3 separate regions of the Sus scrofa genome follow, and all the other regions are linked to region 2. The links are chromatin contacts, called in public Hi-C and HiChIP or PLAC-seq maps. All regions are on one chromosome and are shown on one strand. Each heading gives the region's core, a stretch centred on a gene start, on an enhancer-like site or on the middle of the called end of the contact. The rest is flanking DNA. Distances are from core to core; before and after follow the strand shown. Region 1 overlaps NFIA (nuclear factor 1 A-type). Region 2 overlaps NFIA (nuclear factor 1 A-type). Region 3 overlaps LOC110261418 (a long non-coding RNA gene).

Evidence for each region. Hi-C and Micro-C count contacts between places; a contact is called where the count stands out from the background. HiChIP or PLAC-seq counts read pairs in DNA pulled down with a chosen protein or histone mark.
Region 1: a contact with region 2 is called in an H3K27ac HiChIP or PLAC-seq map of alveolar macrophages. The contact joins two enhancer-like sites. A contact is called at or near these places in 2 of 47 Hi-C or Micro-C datasets (embryonic fibroblasts and fibroblasts) and 2 of 2 datasets of contacts at active chromatin or transcription factors (alveolar macrophages and skeletal muscle).
Region 3: a contact with region 2 is called in a Hi-C map of brain, with 6 times the contacts expected there. The contact joins two enhancer-like sites. A contact is called at or near these places in 11 of 47 Hi-C or Micro-C datasets (adipocytes, alveolar macrophages, brain and 6 more) and 2 of 2 datasets of contacts at active chromatin or transcription factors (alveolar macrophages and skeletal muscle).

Annotation. Positions count from the first base shown.
Region 1 is chr6:151,098,168-151,101,098 of Sscrofa11.1, forward strand. All of the region lies in intron 2 of NFIA (nuclear factor 1 A-type), which reads right to left. Among named protein-coding and RNA genes, the nearest start is that of NFIA, 130 kb to the right of the region's middle. Within about 2 kb of position 1,569, at least 12 of the 83 cell types and tissues checked have an H3K27ac peak or open chromatin away from gene starts, as enhancers often do. A contact at or near this core is called in alveolar macrophages, where this site is marked.
Region 2 is chr6:150,837,125-150,839,824 of Sscrofa11.1, forward strand. The region is part of intron 10 of NFIA (nuclear factor 1 A-type); the gene reads right to left. Among named protein-coding and RNA genes, the nearest start is that of TM2D1, 220 kb to the left of the region's middle. Within about 2 kb of position 1,422, at least 48 of the 83 cell types and tissues checked have an H3K27ac peak or open chromatin away from gene starts, as enhancers often do. A contact at or near this core is called in alveolar macrophages, brain and mesenteric adipose tissue, where this site is marked.
Region 3 is chr6:151,326,893-151,329,899 of Sscrofa11.1, forward strand. All of the region lies in intron 1 of LOC110261418 (a long non-coding RNA gene), which reads left to right. Among named protein-coding and RNA genes, the nearest start is that of NFIA, 99 kb to the left of the region's middle. Within about 2 kb of position 1,734, at least 14 of the 83 cell types and tissues checked have an H3K27ac peak or open chromatin away from gene starts, as enhancers often do. A contact at or near this core is called in alveolar macrophages, brain and mesenteric adipose tissue, where this site is marked.

The DNA.
Region 1 (2,931 bases), core at 319-2,818, 260 kb after region 2:
CCAAATAGATGTATGTATCAGAGTGGCTCAGAAAGTTCTGTGGGTCAGGACAAACCTCTTAGGAATGAGGTGTGTTGGAGTTCCCGTCGTGGCTCAGTGGTTAACAAATCCAACTAGGAACCATGAGGTTGCAGGTTCGATCCTTGGCCTTGCTCAGTGGGTTGAGGATCCGGCATTGCCATGAGCTGTGCTGTAGGTTGCAGACACGGCTCGGATCCCGCATTGCTGTGGCTCTGGCCTAGGCTGTAGGCCGGTGGCTACAGCTCCGATTCGACCCCTGGCCTGGGAACCTCCATATGCCATGGGTGCGGCCCAAGAAAATGGCAGAAAGACATAATAAAAGGAATGAGGTGTGAATCAATTCAAGCCTGAGTAACTTACAGTCCAGCAGCTAACCAGCTCCAGTCCACTAATCACACCCTCAGTTTAATTTAGGTCCTTTGAGTCTGTGCCTAAGTAGATAAGAATCTTAAACAATAAACTAATCAGAGTTTCTTTAAGACTAGATCCACTTCAAGGAGGCTACAGGAACAGGGAAGGTCACTTTGATGAGAACAATCTTACTAGAGACGGACCCCTGTTCCAGTTTTATCATCTCAAAAATTTCTAGGGAGTTAATGACAACAACAACAACAACAAAACCTTTCAGAATTTACAGAAGAGGGATTTATAGGAATATATGTAAAGAAACAACTTCTTTGGTCAAAAGTGAGTACTCACAAATATAGCACAAGGAACTATATCCAATCTCCTGACATAGACCATGATGGAAAAGAATATTTTTAAAAAGAATGTATATACATATGATTGAGTCACTTTGCTGTGTAGTAGAAATGGGCATAACACTGTAAATCAGCTATACTTAAAAAAATTTTTTAACTGAGTATTCACAGACCACAACAAATACAACACACCTTAAAAATCTACCCTCAGGCCAGACTGTCACATAGTCCATCTGGAACCCAGAAACTGGTCTTGATCCTGCAGACGTACAGATTTCCCCAAATATATCCTCACCCCTTTATGGCCTGGCTTCTACTGAAGTAGAGTTCTCTCTTTTTTTTTTCTTTAATTCAGTCCAAACCATCGTTGTTGAGTATCCACTTTCAGAAAGAACTGTCTCAAACACTAAGAAAAGAGAGCCCCAATTGTATGACCAATTCTCATTACAACTAAGTACAAATGCAAACCAGACTTAACTACCATAAGGCAAGCTAAACCATGTGCGATGGGTCAAAGGATGAAGACAACTAATCACGGGGCGCCGGGGGGGGGGGGGTGTTGGTGGGAGGCAGAAAAAAAAAGTGTATTCCTTGCCTTATTCCTCAAAACACAGGAAACAGTCTGGAAGATAGGAGAGTTCCAAGAGGCAGAGGAAGAACTGGGCACCCCTGACAGAAGATCAGGTACAGACAAAGGGGAACAGCACAAGCTCTGTGCAAAGGATGTATCTATTTTATAAATAAGGCAAGTGCCCATGTAACTTTAGGCTTTAGTTTTGACATGTACACTTGAGCACTTGAAGTGTTAGCATGTGCCCTTTCTCCCTATTAATAATGTTACTGATAGGTTCAAAGTAGTCTTGAACTCATTCCAAGGTGAAATTCGCCTGCCTACAAGGTCTCTTCTACCATGTGACTCCTTCGTTTAGTCGGGGCAGGCTTTAAAATGTGGTTCATGGAGAAAAGTGAAACCATAGGCACCACTGGAACTCGGAATAAAAAACACATTTTGAAATAAAATAAAGGTTAAGCTCTCATACCAACAGACCTTGCTCGATCAGCAAAAATGTAGGTGTTACAGGAAATCGCTATATTGTGCAATCCCCATTTCACCCTCCACAAAATTGCACTATAACTCAAACTAAGTGAAGCAACAATTGGATGGATGACCAGTTTTTGTTGTTTACATAGTTTAATGCACAAATGTGCAGTTTCCATGACTTTCAGAATGACGTGATTTACATGAGGCTTTAACAATAAATAAACTTGAAGTGCTGTATATAGTTAGCATATGGTGAAATTTTTAAGCAAAGCTCTCCCGTTCTCTGCAAGACATTTAAAGTATTCTCTCCTATTGGGGAGTTTTGTCTTTAATTTACACCCTCCTAATTCTCCTCTTCGGCAAATATAAAATTTTTCTTTTATAAATAAAATCTATAAAAGGGGCAGAAAATAAAGCAAAACAAAAAAACATGTTCTTTACACATTAGTGACACAATAATCAGTAACAACTGCAGAAAGACTTTACAGATATTTATAACTTTGCCATTTTAAAAGTTAGTCATGGATACCACAAATACTTATACTACTACGTAATAATTTATGGCATTTCCATAGTCCTGTTATGTGCCATCCTTCCATAACCACCTGGCCCATCAGGATACCTAGGAAAAGATTAACAGGATTATTTGCAATAAATCCCCAAAACATACCTTCTGAGGAACAGACACAAATAAATCCTTAAAAAACAAATTGCTCTCTTGATAATTTTTTAAAATCCCTTCATACAAATCTTACATACACAAGATTTCTAGGAGACTTAGGGAACGTATTTTGACCAAGGTTAAGGTCAAGCCTTTATTGCGTCCTCCTTCCCCATTTCATCATAATGTTTTCCTTCCCTTTCACCTACTTGGACTTTATTTAAAAGAATCCTGATAAAGTTTATGGCCACAATTACATTATAGGGAGATAACACCCTAATTCCCTGACCAGAAACAGGAAACAAACCATAAAGGCAACATCTCAATCCAAAGTCACCACTGACACTTATCCTTCTGGAATATCAGGCCAGTCACTGAGTGTGCAACGCTAAGTGAGGTGTAATCGAACACGGGTGCAAGACAGGAATCACCTGAGGCCAGGGCTACACTTAGATAGTCACCAATCAACTAAAAAATGCATTGGAATCTGATTTTTCAAAAGGAGA
Region 2 (2,700 bases), core at 172-2,671:
AACTCCTTGATCATCTGCTTTTTGACGGACCCCTCGGTGCCTAGCACAGTGCCTGGAATAGAAGCTCAACAAAGAAGAGGTGAATGAGTAGAGAATGGGTGAGGGGAGAGACTTGGGGTTGTGATTAATGTATTCTCTGATGAATTTCACAACATCTTTTCTATGAGAGGGTATTACAGCATTCTCTCAACAGGCATAGATGACCAAGAGTGATATAAGAGCAAGTGGGGCTAAAGTAGAAAAAGTGCTGAACCAAGAAACCTGGGCGATTTCGGACAAGTCACAGCATCTCTCTTACGCTCAACCTCCTTAGTTGTGCAAGAGGTAGATTTTATGATGTAAAATGCTCCTCTCAGCTAAATATTTCTAACATAATGTTTTCAAAAAATGACATATAATAGTGGTATCAAGATGTCACCTGATTAGCTACTGTGATTTCCAAAGGAAAAAAAATTGAGGGCACCTGCACTAGCTCTCGTTCATGCTTTTGTTCATTTGACATTTATTTAGAGCCGTCCATATACCTGCTGGGCCCAGTTACCAGTTACCTTCCCTTTCATAAATCCTTAGGTAATTAGCTTTGGGCAATAATCTGGTGATACATCACTTTATATGCCAGCACTTTTTTCTCTGTTAGCTAAACAAAGGGACCGATTATGTGACAAATTATGGTCGAATACCAGAGTCAGCTTCTCAAGTGAAGTAAAAAAGTGTATGGCTTTTGCCAACATTCCTCCAGAGATACCCTACCAAATTCACCACGATTATCAATACTCGTAGAAAACAATCATCAACCTCCCGCAAAAGTGACTGCTTCCGACCTCTCTGAGCTGACAGTATCAGAAAGGGTTACATTTGGGTTGATTCGGTCAGATGTAGGCTCATCTGCTGTTCAAGAGATTCAATTAGGTAAAGCAACGACTTATTTGATCCCAGGATAAATGGCAAAATGATAGCCACATGGAGGGTGGGATACTATTTCCTGGTCACACAAGCTACCTTTGATTTCCAGAAGACCTGGGGGGGGGGGAAAAACCACCCGAAAAACTACTCATCCTGTATACTTTTAGATGTTATTCTTTGACCACGTGCTTGGAGGAACACAATAAAGCCTCTTGTGTCCTGAGAGGAAATCATCTTGGCAAATACACGCTGCCTAAATCGGACAAAAGAAAGAAGAGGGGAAAGAGAGGAAAAGGGAGTCTGATTCCAAACTGTATTTCTCGTGCGCCTCCGGGACAGCAAAGGCAGGGCCGCGTTCTCTCTTTAACAAAACTGTCTCAAACTTTGGGTGCAAGCAACAATGCTTACAATTTTTGTTCTCACACTTTCTCAGTAAGTTGTGAAACTCCAGACTTCTCCAATCTGACACTGCACTGCCTTCCGTCTTGAAGCAAGCGCCTGGGACGCAGTGAGTCAGCAGGGGGAGCAGTTTCCCATAACACAGTTTCTGGACACAACCTCAGTGCACGACAAAAATCTGCAGTGCCTCTACACTTCTCTTAAAAAGCAAAGCGAAGGGGGGAGAAGAAAGTTTCTTCACACATCTTACTATTCAGTGTGTGCCTTGCCGACAAGGTTACCCCAGAGCAGCTCTGTAATCCTTCACTGAAATAGGCTTTATTGATTGCTCTGGTCTATTGTTCTCTTTTCAAGTCCCCCAAGTTCAAGTTCATCCTGGTGTTACATCATGTCTGGTTGCTAAGAGCAACCAGACAGACCCAGACGTGACTATCATTAGCAAGAAACCCTCCGCTCTCCTCCCACCAACCTTCCAGTGGCTCTGACGTAGGAGGCCCACTGCACACACACTGAAGTATTTATTCTGCCTAATTTATGACCTACACAGCAAGCAAGACCCCCACTCCAAAAACCAACACTGTTGTATATTTAATTAATCTGTCTTTCTCGGGCACTTGGGAAAGTTAGACAAAGGACTAATTATTGTGTTTCACTCTCCACACTTTTCTTTGGAGGGGGGGATGAATATTTGCATGGGAAAGAAAACTATAAGGCCCAGCATCGCCCCCCCCCTTTTCTTTTGCCCTATTGACATTTCATGAAATACTTTAGCTGCTTAAGGGAATTAGAAAAAAAATGCGATGTGAATGTTACTCCTTCTGAGTTGGTATTCAGTAACACAAATCAACTCATGACATGTTTAAATTTAAATGCTAACCACACACTCTCAGAGTTACTTTAAAGGTTAGTTTTTAATCAATAGAAGTTGCTGACTCCGGGTTTTTGAGCTGCGCACTGCAGCTCTTGGGCTTTTGTCTAATGTTAAAGCTTTCAAACTTTTTTTTTTTTTTTCCTTGAGATGATTTTAGCAATGATTTGCAGACACAGAAGGCTATTGTGCTCTGACCAGCAACATGTCAGTAGAGGAGCGAGTTGCCCTGGGGTGGGGTGTCAATATGACTCCTGAAGGCCTGGGTTGGGGGTCTTTAATAACCCGTGAAAAAAACTTAATTAACCCTTTCAGGCCCAAACCAAAACCTATTCTTAAACTTTTCCACTCCTGTAATTTGACCATTAGTCCTTATTTCGACTTTCCACTAATCTTCAGGACAATTAACCCAGCAACTTGACCAAGGCTTTCCAGAACGGGAAGTCAGCCAGTTAGGGGAACTACACAGGGAAATTTTTTTTTTTCTGGAATGAGGGCTCTTTGATTAAATCATCTATTTGGAGAGATGG
Region 3 (3,007 bases), core at 484-2,983, 490 kb after region 2:
GTGAGCAGAGGCGATGATGGCATCCCTTTCTGTTGTTTGGTTTTCAGAGTCCAGCTTGGCAAAAGCCAGTCAAAACACAGCAAGAGTTGGAGGCAGGGGCACCCTTCTGGGTGTCAAGAAAGTAGCAGCTCTTGTCAGTGTGGGAACGTGCGGGTGACTGCCAGGCCAGCTCTTCTCTCCAAATATATTCAGGATGTGTCCACTTCTTTATGTCTTCTGTTTATACTGAATCTGGACCATGTTTAACTCTGGTAGGACTCCAGCCGTGGCCTCCCCACTTGTCTCCTTAAATCCTCTCTTGTCTCCTCCAAACAGCAGCCAAAATTATATTTTGAAGATGCAAATCCTTTTTTTCACGAGTCAAGACTCTAAGATTTTTTTTTTTAATGAAATGGCTTCTAGTGCACAAAACCTTCAAAGAGTTGCTAAAAAATAATTCGAATAGTAACTTCCTGCCACTATAACCTACTCCAGGTTGTTTCTCATGTTCATCCAAAGGAATATCTGTAGTCTACTCTTTTTTAAAAAATTTGTTAATTTAAACTTTATTTTTATTTTTTAGAAGACGCAAATAATTTTAAACACTTAACACCCTTCCATATCTCCTGCTCCTTCTTAGAATAAAATCCAGTTCCTATGATGGCCTGGCAGCCCTGAGGAGGCCCAGCTACTCCTCCCATCAGACAATCTCTTGTCCAACCCCCCTCCCCCTCTTCCATGGACGTGCCAAGTTCCCTTCTGTTTTATGGTCTCTGCATTATTTCACCTGCTTGGAATCCTTTTCAACTAGACTTTTGCATGGTTAGAACTTTCTTGGCACTGAAGCCTAAACTTATAAACCACTTTCTCGGATGACACCTATCTGACCACCCAATGGTGGTAAGACCCATCCACCATGCCCTATTTTATTTTCTCTCTTGTCCTCACCTCTCTCAGGACTTTTCTTGTTTATCTTATTTGTTCCCCATTTATAGTAAGCTGCCCCCCACTCAAGAATGTTATTCCCATGATTATTTCTGTATCTCTTGGCTTAGAAAAATGCTTGAGATAAGTAAGAGCTCAGTAAATATTTGTTGAGTATTTGAACAGATGGATACATTCCTTGAGTTTTTTCTAGGTCAACTTAGGTTGTTCATCTATAACTTTCATTTATTCTTTCTTCAGGGAACATCTGGGATGTCAGAGCTTGGGATCTGGAATCTGAGAATGTTGTGCTCAAGGTCTCACTTTGCTACATGCTAACTGGGAACTCGCCCAGCCTCAGTTAACCCTTCTCTATAATGGGGATAATAACAGTAGGGCAACCCCCAAGCTGGTTGTAAAGACCAAAGGGTGTAATATTTTATTGGTATCTGACATACAGAATTGCTCAATAAAAATTAAAATTTGGTCAGTTTATATGGAGTAGAGTGGATTCAGCTCAAAACCTTGAGAGGAAAGTAGATTCCTGACAAACCCTATTTCCAAGAGAAAAATTTAAGCGTGGGCTTTGGTGCCAGAGAGACCGGGTTCTAACCCTAGCCCCATCATTTGAGTCACTTCATTAGTTTTAGTTGCCTCCCTTATAATATGGAGAAAATTACACATCCCTTGTTGAGTTGAGGCGAGGACTACAAATAGTGCACACAAGGGGCTGAGCCGGTGCCTAGTTTGGGACTCTGTAAGTGGCAGCCGCCTTGTCCCAGCTGCCCGGGTGGCAGGGTTCGCAGTGCAGAGAGGAAGAGAAGAGAGGAAGCAGGCAATCTGGCAATCTGGGGAAATTCTTTTCTAACACTTCTGATAAGCACGAGCCCAGGGGCTGTCTCATTTGACTTCCTCTTGCTTTCCTGTCTGGTTGGCAGTCACCAGGCTGGGAGCCATGCCATGGCCCCTCGCTGGTGGGTCAGCATGTTTTATTTCCCCTCGGTCCTCTCTAATGAAAAGCACTCGCATCCAGTAAATCTTTCCTTTGCTCTTATTAAAGCACTTGATGTTGGTTATTGAGGTCCGTTCCCAGCTAGGTGAGAATCAATAAGGTGACCTCTTAATCACCTCGGCAATCAGCGAGCTCTTTTCTTAGCTTGCACTCAGGCCAGTGCCCACAGAACTCCTGACGCTCACCAGGCCCTGGTTACCCACCAAGCGGTGCGGAGACCTCCCCCTACGTTTCCTCTCTCCCCAGCGACCTCGAGGAGTCTCGAGTCCTCTGAGCCAGCCCTGCTCTCTGCTTGTCTCTGCTCGGCTATGTTTGGCAGGATAATGAACAATCTTGTGCTTCTGGAAAGGGAAGGGGACAGTCAATACCTGATTATAGATGGTTTTTTTTTTTTTTTAACTGAACTATTGTTGACTTATAATGTTGTGCTAGTTTCTGGTGTACAGCAAAGTGATTCAGTTATGTGTGTGTATGTGTGAGAGAGATTCATATATATATGAATCTGGATATACACACCCTCCATCCCCTCTTCCTTTTTGGGAACCATAAATTTGATTTCTGTCTGTGAGTTTGTTTTCTGTCTGTGAGTTGGTTTCTGTTTTGTAAATAAGTTCACATGTATCATATTTTAGATTTTACGTATAAGTGATATCACATGGTATTTGTCTTTCTTTGTCTTATTTCACTTAGTATGATAATCTCTAGGTCCATCCATGCTACTACAGATGGCATTATCTCACTCTTTTCATGGCTGAGTAGTATTCCATTACATATTTGATATATATGTAATATATATATAACTGATCACGTATAATAGATATACGTATATGTATATATATATATCTCACAACAAATGACCTCATTTTGGTCGTTGTGTCTTTGTTCATGCTGTGCAACTGCTTAGAATGAAAGCTATCTTGTCTCTGCAGAGTAAAGCCTTTCTCCCCCCTCAACGCTCAAATCCACCTTTGCTGGGAAGCCCTCAATTCCCCGAGGAAGTCATTTGCCCCTTGCAATGTTTTGAACAGAAGTCTACTCTAAAGCATGTTGCACCATATTTGGGTTCTCTCCTGTATGCTGGCCAGTCTGTGG